2 separate regions of the Zea mays genome follow, and region 1 is linked to region 2. Evidence: chromatin contacts called from public Hi-C data. All regions are on one chromosome and are shown on one strand. Each heading gives the region's core, a stretch centred on a gene start, on an enhancer-like site or on the middle of the called end of the contact. The rest is flanking DNA. Distances are from core to core; before and after follow the strand shown.

Region 1 (3,358 bases), core at 778-3,277, 200 kb before region 2:
TTGCTAAAAATATTAGATGAAATGGGACACCTACTTTGGTAAAAGCTAAATTCCAAATGAAACCTATTGGGTACAATAAACCAGTTTCATACCCATGCTTCCGTCCACTGGGGGCCTTCAGCGCCATCTAATGCACACCCAGCGATAGTGCCATCAATCAAGAGTTGTTTGAGTGCACAGTCATCTATGAGCTGACAGCTACCAGTGTTGACTATGAACGCTCCTGCAACATTCAGAAGGTAGTCATCAACAATGTGTTATAGGCTTATAGCATGAACATAAAAATAGAAAACTAATTATAATGCAGAGAGCATGCGACTGCCAAAAGGAGGGGCTAAAACAGAAAAAAGAAGGAAGCAAGTAAAGCACGTCTTACCAGGTTTTATGTGCTGAAGGCGCTCAGCATTAAGTATATGTGTTGTATCATTTGTCAATGCACAATGAAGCGAAACTAGATCACTTGCTGCTAATAGATCATTGAGAGTATCCATTCTTCTTGCAGCAGAAGGAAATACAATAGAAGGACGCTTTACTTTCCCAGTAACCTTCACATAATGTCATTACAATTAACAAGGTCAGATCTATATCATGCTTTAACTTCATCGCCAATATTACATGTGCCAGTAACCCAGAAACACCATGAAGACTTATACAACTGAGCAATATTATGAAAATGAAATTTGCAGTAAAAAGTACCGGAACTGAGGATATATAGCCAAACTGATTTGATTTTTTAAACCAAATCAAACTGATTAACTGAATATGACTTACTTATGGCAACATATGTTTTTATATGGTCATTTGAATGTATATTTTTCAAGTTAAAATCTTGTGGGAAGGTAGAAAAAAGAGTCAAGCTATCAAAGTGTTTGACTAGGAGTTCCAACAAACCCAGAGACACAGCGCATTCAGATCCATATATATTTTGAAAGAAGTATTAAAACTCCAGCATACTGGTTGCCAGAAATCAATCGGTATAAACAAAATCATGCCAGAAGTTCAACTAATGCCAACAACGAGGCAGAAAAGACAATAATAGCACTAAATCTACAAGTAGGCGTGTGATGATACACTAGAAGTCAAAAGGCAGATCACCTTTACATGAAAGGACGCAGGAAACTAGTGAGCAATCATCTGCTAACACATTTTCAGAAATTTCAGATCACGTTAACTAATAATGCTCACGGGTCACGGCGCCCAACGGCATTTGAACCCTAGAACAACAAAACTGGCAACTGGAATCTAGCAGCGCAGATCACAGGATAGAAGTGTATTAGCGGCGGATCCAGTACCTCGTAGAGCGGATCGAAGTAGAGGACGCTCATGCGGAAGGCAAGGCTGCGGGTGGCCAGGCACCGCGCGGCGGCGTTGACGCCGACGATGCCCAGTACGAGCCCCCTGCATCGGCGCATGCCCCGGCACAGCGGCTGCACGGAGCCGAGCCACCCAGCAGTCGGGGACGACGAGGAGGCGTGGCGGGACAGCAGGTGGGTGCGGCGGAGGAGGCCCAGGAAGAGCGCCATGACGGTGTCCGCGACCTCATCGGCGCGGTTGGCGTCGACGTGGACGAGGCGGAGGCCGAGCTCGGCGGCCGCGGCGGTGTCCGCGGCGCGGTCCGGTGAGCCGAGGCAGAGCAGCAGCTGCCATGGCCGGAGCCTGCGCTGCGCGGCGCGCGGGAGGAAGGCGAGCGAGGGGAGCAGCACGGCGGCGGCGGCCTCGACGCGGCCCGCGGATAGCGCCGAGAGCGGCGCGTGCTCGACGGCCGCGGCGCCGGACAGCGCGTCCTGCTCCAGCGACGGGTCCTCGAGGCAGTTGAGCGTCACCACCAGCGGCTGCAAGCCGCCGCCGGCGGCGGCGGCGGCCATCGCCGGCGATGCAGAGTGGGCCGGGCCGTGCAGCATTTTCTGGGCCCTTTCGCCACTCGCGGGAGAAGGTTGACTACGTGTCCCGTCAGCTGTCTGGTCTGATTGCTGTTTTCCTTCTGTGTGCGAGCACGACAATGAGATACTTACTCTGCTTTTCCGGCTCCGGCAGCGGTTTCCTCTAAGAGCAACTATAATAATAGGCTCTAAACCTGTTTACATGGTATTTTTTCTTATGTGGAAGAGAGATATCCAAAAGTACAGTGGTATTTTTTCTTATGCGGAAGAGAGATATCAAAAAGTAGAGTGAGTTGTCTCTCATACAAGAGCTAGATGATATACGGACTTCAACACAAAAGGATAAAAGAGAAAGAGATAAGGGATTCATCTAATAACCAATCTTAGAGTCAGCTTTATTATATGAGTGTGTTTATTGTTGGATATAGATGACATGGTAAAGAGTTAGAGCCAACAATAGACTTTATTATTAAACTTGTTCTAAATTTTCTCCCTATATCTCACTATAACAAAAAATTTATCATTTTCTATACCTACTTTTCATTCACTATCAATTTTTTATCTACTAACAATTACTCACGGGCCCACTAGTACAGGAATTAATAGTGTTAGAGGGTATAAGGCTGCTCCAGCAGAGGCTCCTAAAGGATCCTCTACCCTAAATATAGAGGATCAAACGGTCATCTACGCTCTCCAGCAACGTCCTCTAAACGGTCTTCTAAATTTAGAGGACACTGTTGGATTCTCTATATAGAGAGTTTCTCTAAACGGTCCTCTATCCATTTGAATACTTTAAATAACCAGTTTAGCAAAACTAAAATATGTATAATATATTTGAGAGTATGACAAATACGTATGTACAAAAAATAAAAATAAAAAATATCTCTAATATATGTATTTGAATATAGAGGACGTTGTTGGAGAGCAAGGAGATTTGGAAGATGAAATCTTTTAGAGGAAACTATAAAAGACGGATATAGATGATGGATATTAAGGACGTTGCTGGAGACAACCTTTAACAGTGAAACGCCACAAACGGAGGAAGAGAGAAGGGGCGGACACGCAGCCTAGCAGGACAGCGTTGTGGGCGTGGGGCGCCCTTGTAGCCACAGAGTATGAAAGGGGAAGGGGCTAGCGCGCCTAGACCGCTGCTGCCAGCCTGATCGCGCGCCAGCGGCCAGCCTAAAGTCGATCGGTCTTGCGTCCGTGCTTTCGGTCTCACGTTCTAGGCGCACAGCGCCCTCGGGTTCGAGCCGGTCGAGCACGCACAAGGCGCTCCCGGAGCTGGGTTGCTGGCGTGAGCAGCTACTGAGCGCAATTCGCCAGTGCTTGCTGATGTTGAGAACTACGTTACCACGGATCACCAGATCCGCTCCCTTCCCTCCCGTCAGCAGATTAGGCGCGAGAAGTCGTGGAAGACCCATATCCCTTCCCAGAAGCATTACAGAGGAAACACGCGAGAGACGGTAATGTAGGGT
Region 2 (3,683 bases), core at 1,046-3,545:
CCAGAAGCCGCCCAGAAGCTGAACCAAACAGGGGCTTAAATTCGTCGAAAAGAAGCAGCTCATCTCCTCAAACAAATGTGTGCGGCAGCACCGATGCAACGTACTCCGCAAGCACCCTGACTCCCTGAGGCTTTCTTTGGCAGCTGGGGGAAGGGAGCCCAGGGGAGTCAGCACCCAGGGAGTGTAATCCCTGCTACCCAGAATCCCTGGGTGAGCACCACCCGATGGGACAGAAATCTGAGTCGCGGCGCTGGAAGGACCACGCGCAGGAGGGGAGGAGGCGGACGGAGGCGACGACGTGGGTGAGTGAGGTGGAGGCGGACGGAAGCCACGGGCAGTGGACGAAGGCGGCAGGGTGACCTGGAGGCGAAGGCGGCGCCGCGGCGGGGTGGTGTCTTGGAGAGGCGAGCGAGACCGCGAGAGGCGAGAGTTTCCAGCCCGACCTCGCGAGGCTAGGCCAGATAGCCTCGTCCTCTCCCGCGGATTCGGTCGGGATAATGGGCTGCCAAGCGCAATTTTATTTCGCGCGGAGAAAGTTGGGCCCGAGGTTATTTTACCTGGAGATTAGGCCGGGATCCAGCCGTGTTACCGGGTTACCAAAGGAGGCTGCGAGGCACGCCGCCACGCGCGTGCAGCCGTGCCGTGCGACCCTGACGGATCCATGGATCGGGTGGGCATTTCCCATCGCGCGCGCGCGGTTGCCGCGCAAGACAAAAGCCGAGTGCCGACTGCCGAGCACCATCGTTTCGCCCCGTTGGAGTAACCCACCACAACAGCTAGCTCGCAACGAGTCAAGCGCCCGGGGATCACGGGCGGCGCCTTTCCGGCCGTTTCCACCGGCCGGCTATGGTGCTCTCTCTCTCTCACACACAACACACACACACTCACCTCCCCGGTGTGGTCGCGTGATCATCTGTTGGTTCTTCACCGATGCAACGGCTAAAGCGACGCCGAACATAAATGGAGGAGAAAAACACTATCTACTCTGATATACCAAGCAGTTTAGAAAAACACACTGAAAGTCTACAATCAGTTCAGAAAAAAAAACCAAGGCGTTTGTTGCGTGGAGTACACATCAGTACAGAACACTTGATATATCAACGCATCGACAAAAACCCTAACTCAAGACCGTTACCAGCGCACTTGTGATAAACCAATGCGTCAAAGAAATCGACAAAAACGAAACTACTGAAAACAACCATGCAAGTCTCGTCCGCCCAGCCACGAACGTACAAGAGAAATTAATCGACGGCCGGGGGATGGGATTGGACCTTGGACAGTTGGACGTAACAAACCGATCGAGGAACAGACTAGTCAAGCTCAAGCACCACGCGTTGCCAGGTGCTGGTGCTGCTTCTTCCTGCAGCGGCGGGAGGAGGCGAGGAAGTCCGGCGCGCGCTCGTGCCCGGCGAAGACCTCCTCCCAGATCTCGGCGAAGGCGCGGAGGATGAGGTGGTGGTGGCGCGGCGAGTTGAGGGACAGGAACCGGTGCAGCAGCTCCCGGAGCTCCGCGCCGCCCACGATCTCCTTCTCCACGATCATCTGCAGCATGGACCGGCGGAAGTCGCCCAGCGGGTCCGCCGACTCCTTCACCACCGCCACGCTCTCCTCCACCCGCCCGGACCCGCCGCCGCCCTCGCTCACGGTCCGGCGGTGCCACTGCTTGCCGTCGGTGCTGCCGGCGGAGTGCAGGAAGCGGACGCTGCGCTCCAGCTCGTGGAGCTGGCGCAGGAGCGCCGACAGGCTGGGCGTGCTCTCCTCCATGCTGCTGGGGCCGTCGTCGGCGGTGGTGGTGGTGGTGGTGGTGACGGACGAAGACGAGACCGAGAACGAGGAGGGAGCCGACGACGTTGTCGTCGCCGGCCTGCTCCCTCCTCTTCTCGTCGACTCGGTCGTGACGGTGGCGGTCGACGTGCCGGTGAGCGGAGTGGTTGACGCGGCGGTCTGCGGCGTGGCGGTTGGTGACTTGTCGGAGGAGCCATCGGAGATGGAGACAGCCTTGGTGCCGCCGCAGCCGCACATGAATAGGCGGGCCTTTTTGTTGATGCACAGCCCGCCGCCGCTGGCACCGGCACCGCGCCGGCGCGACATCAACACCCTCATGGAAGGGCTTATGCTCTGGCGGGGGCGGGGGCGAGGAGTGTGGCTGCGCTCGTTGGCTCGTGCAGTGGGTATGTATGTTGCGGAAGGAAAGGGCTGCCGTGGGCTGGGGCGAGGAACAGAGAGGCCTAGCTTAAAAAGAGCGAGCCATAGATACCGGCCATATATGTGCACGTTCGTTGCATCCGGATCAGCGAGTGAAACGGCTACACTAGTGTCTTCGTTTTTTGAATGGACAGGATCTGGCAGGTGCAGCTGGTGCGAAATTTAAAAAAGGGTTAGATTAAAACCCTAACTAAGCGCAAACTCATCTGGTGAGACCACCGATGCCAGACCTTTTTCACGTCCCTCATAAACTGTCGCAAACAAGACAGGAGTACAGATCGACGACATACATGGTAGTAGAGATGGCCAAATGGACCGCCCAGCCAGGGTACGGTGAAGCCCGGTCCGTTTTGGGCTCGGCCCGCTAGGCACGGTTACGAAACCGGACCGGGCCGTATAAGCACGCGTGCTCAGTTTCCTGTCCGGGCTCGTTCCACAGCGGGCCGACCCGTTTAGCACGAAAAATCGGACCGAAAAGCAGGTCGGTAAGCACGTTTTAGTGTAAAAAGCGGGTTTAACTGGCTTAGAGGTAAACGGGTCGTGTCGAGCTAGCCCACCGTGCATAGTTTTCTGTCCGAGCCCGACCCGCTTATTCGTGCCGGGCCGGGCCGGGCCCGCATAGAACCGGGTTATGTCAGGCTCGGACCGGGCCCAAACAGCGGGCTTCGTGCCGGGCTCGCAGGCCTCGTGCTTATTGGCTATCTATATATGGTAGTCAATCTCTGAGACGAAATTTAATTTACATTGAGTAGTGCATGGATGTTCTAGTGTTAATTTTATGAAAATGTTGCTTGGCTTGTCAAAAGCCTGCCTAGTGAAATATAGAGCGCGGACAATACAGATAACCAACTCGGTTTTGTGACGACGATAACAGGTTTGCCGAGTTGCCGTCACTAATGAATTCGGTGAAACCATGCAAGGATGAATTTGAAAAAAGACAGAGACCATATGCATGGTAAGGGCATCCAGCGTCTTACTCTTATACAATGGTAATTACTTGATCCAATCATACGCGTGTTAGTTTACATCTCTCATTTCCGTACCCCTAGCTATCCACCACAGACGCCCACTTATTTGGTCATAGAGGCTATATGTTTTATTATATTTCATTTTTTTCACTTACTGATCTCTCTTTTGTTTTTGGGTACCCTTTTTTAAGCCCTTCAAAAAATACCCCCATCTCCAAATATGTATATTTTTTCTTACGAAAAGCTATTTATATAAGTGCCCTCAAATTACAACTATTTGTTCAAACTTCATGCATGCATTCCGTAAAGTTGTAGGTCCTCTTTATTACTCTTTTGTAAAGATATTCTTCTTGAAAAAGATTTTTTTTTTCTATGAGGCATTCGAACATCCTTTTCGTACTCTTTTTATGGCACTTATTTGAGGTACTCTTGGAGATGTTCTTAAACATCTAAATTTATCGTGACGACTGGCGAGTAACACGTGCTCCACAAAGAGTTGACATATTTAGA

Evidence for each region. Hi-C and Micro-C count contacts between places; a contact is called where the count stands out from the background.
Region 1: a Hi-C map of leaf shows a contact between it and region 2, with 4 times the contacts expected there. The contact joins the promoter of LOC103637470 here to the promoter of LOC103637459 in region 2. A contact is called at or near these places in 9 of 25 Hi-C or Micro-C datasets (bundle sheath, ear, leaf and 2 more).

What each region holds. Positions count from the first base shown.
Region 1 is chr1:83,202,088-83,205,445 of Zm-B73-REFERENCE-NAM-5.0, reverse strand. It overlaps LOC103637470 (C-terminal binding protein AN), which reads right to left and starts at 2,027. Exons shown (of 7, transcript XM_008659655.4): 1 at 1,293-2,027; 2 at 377-545; 3 at 93-223. The coding sequence starts at 1,901.
Region 2 is chr1:82,999,648-83,003,330 of Zm-B73-REFERENCE-NAM-5.0, reverse strand. LOC103637459 (transcription repressor OFP8) reads right to left here and starts at 2,295. Exons shown (of 1, transcript XM_008659648.2): 1 at 992-2,295. The coding sequence starts at 2,103. The coding sequence ends at 1,321.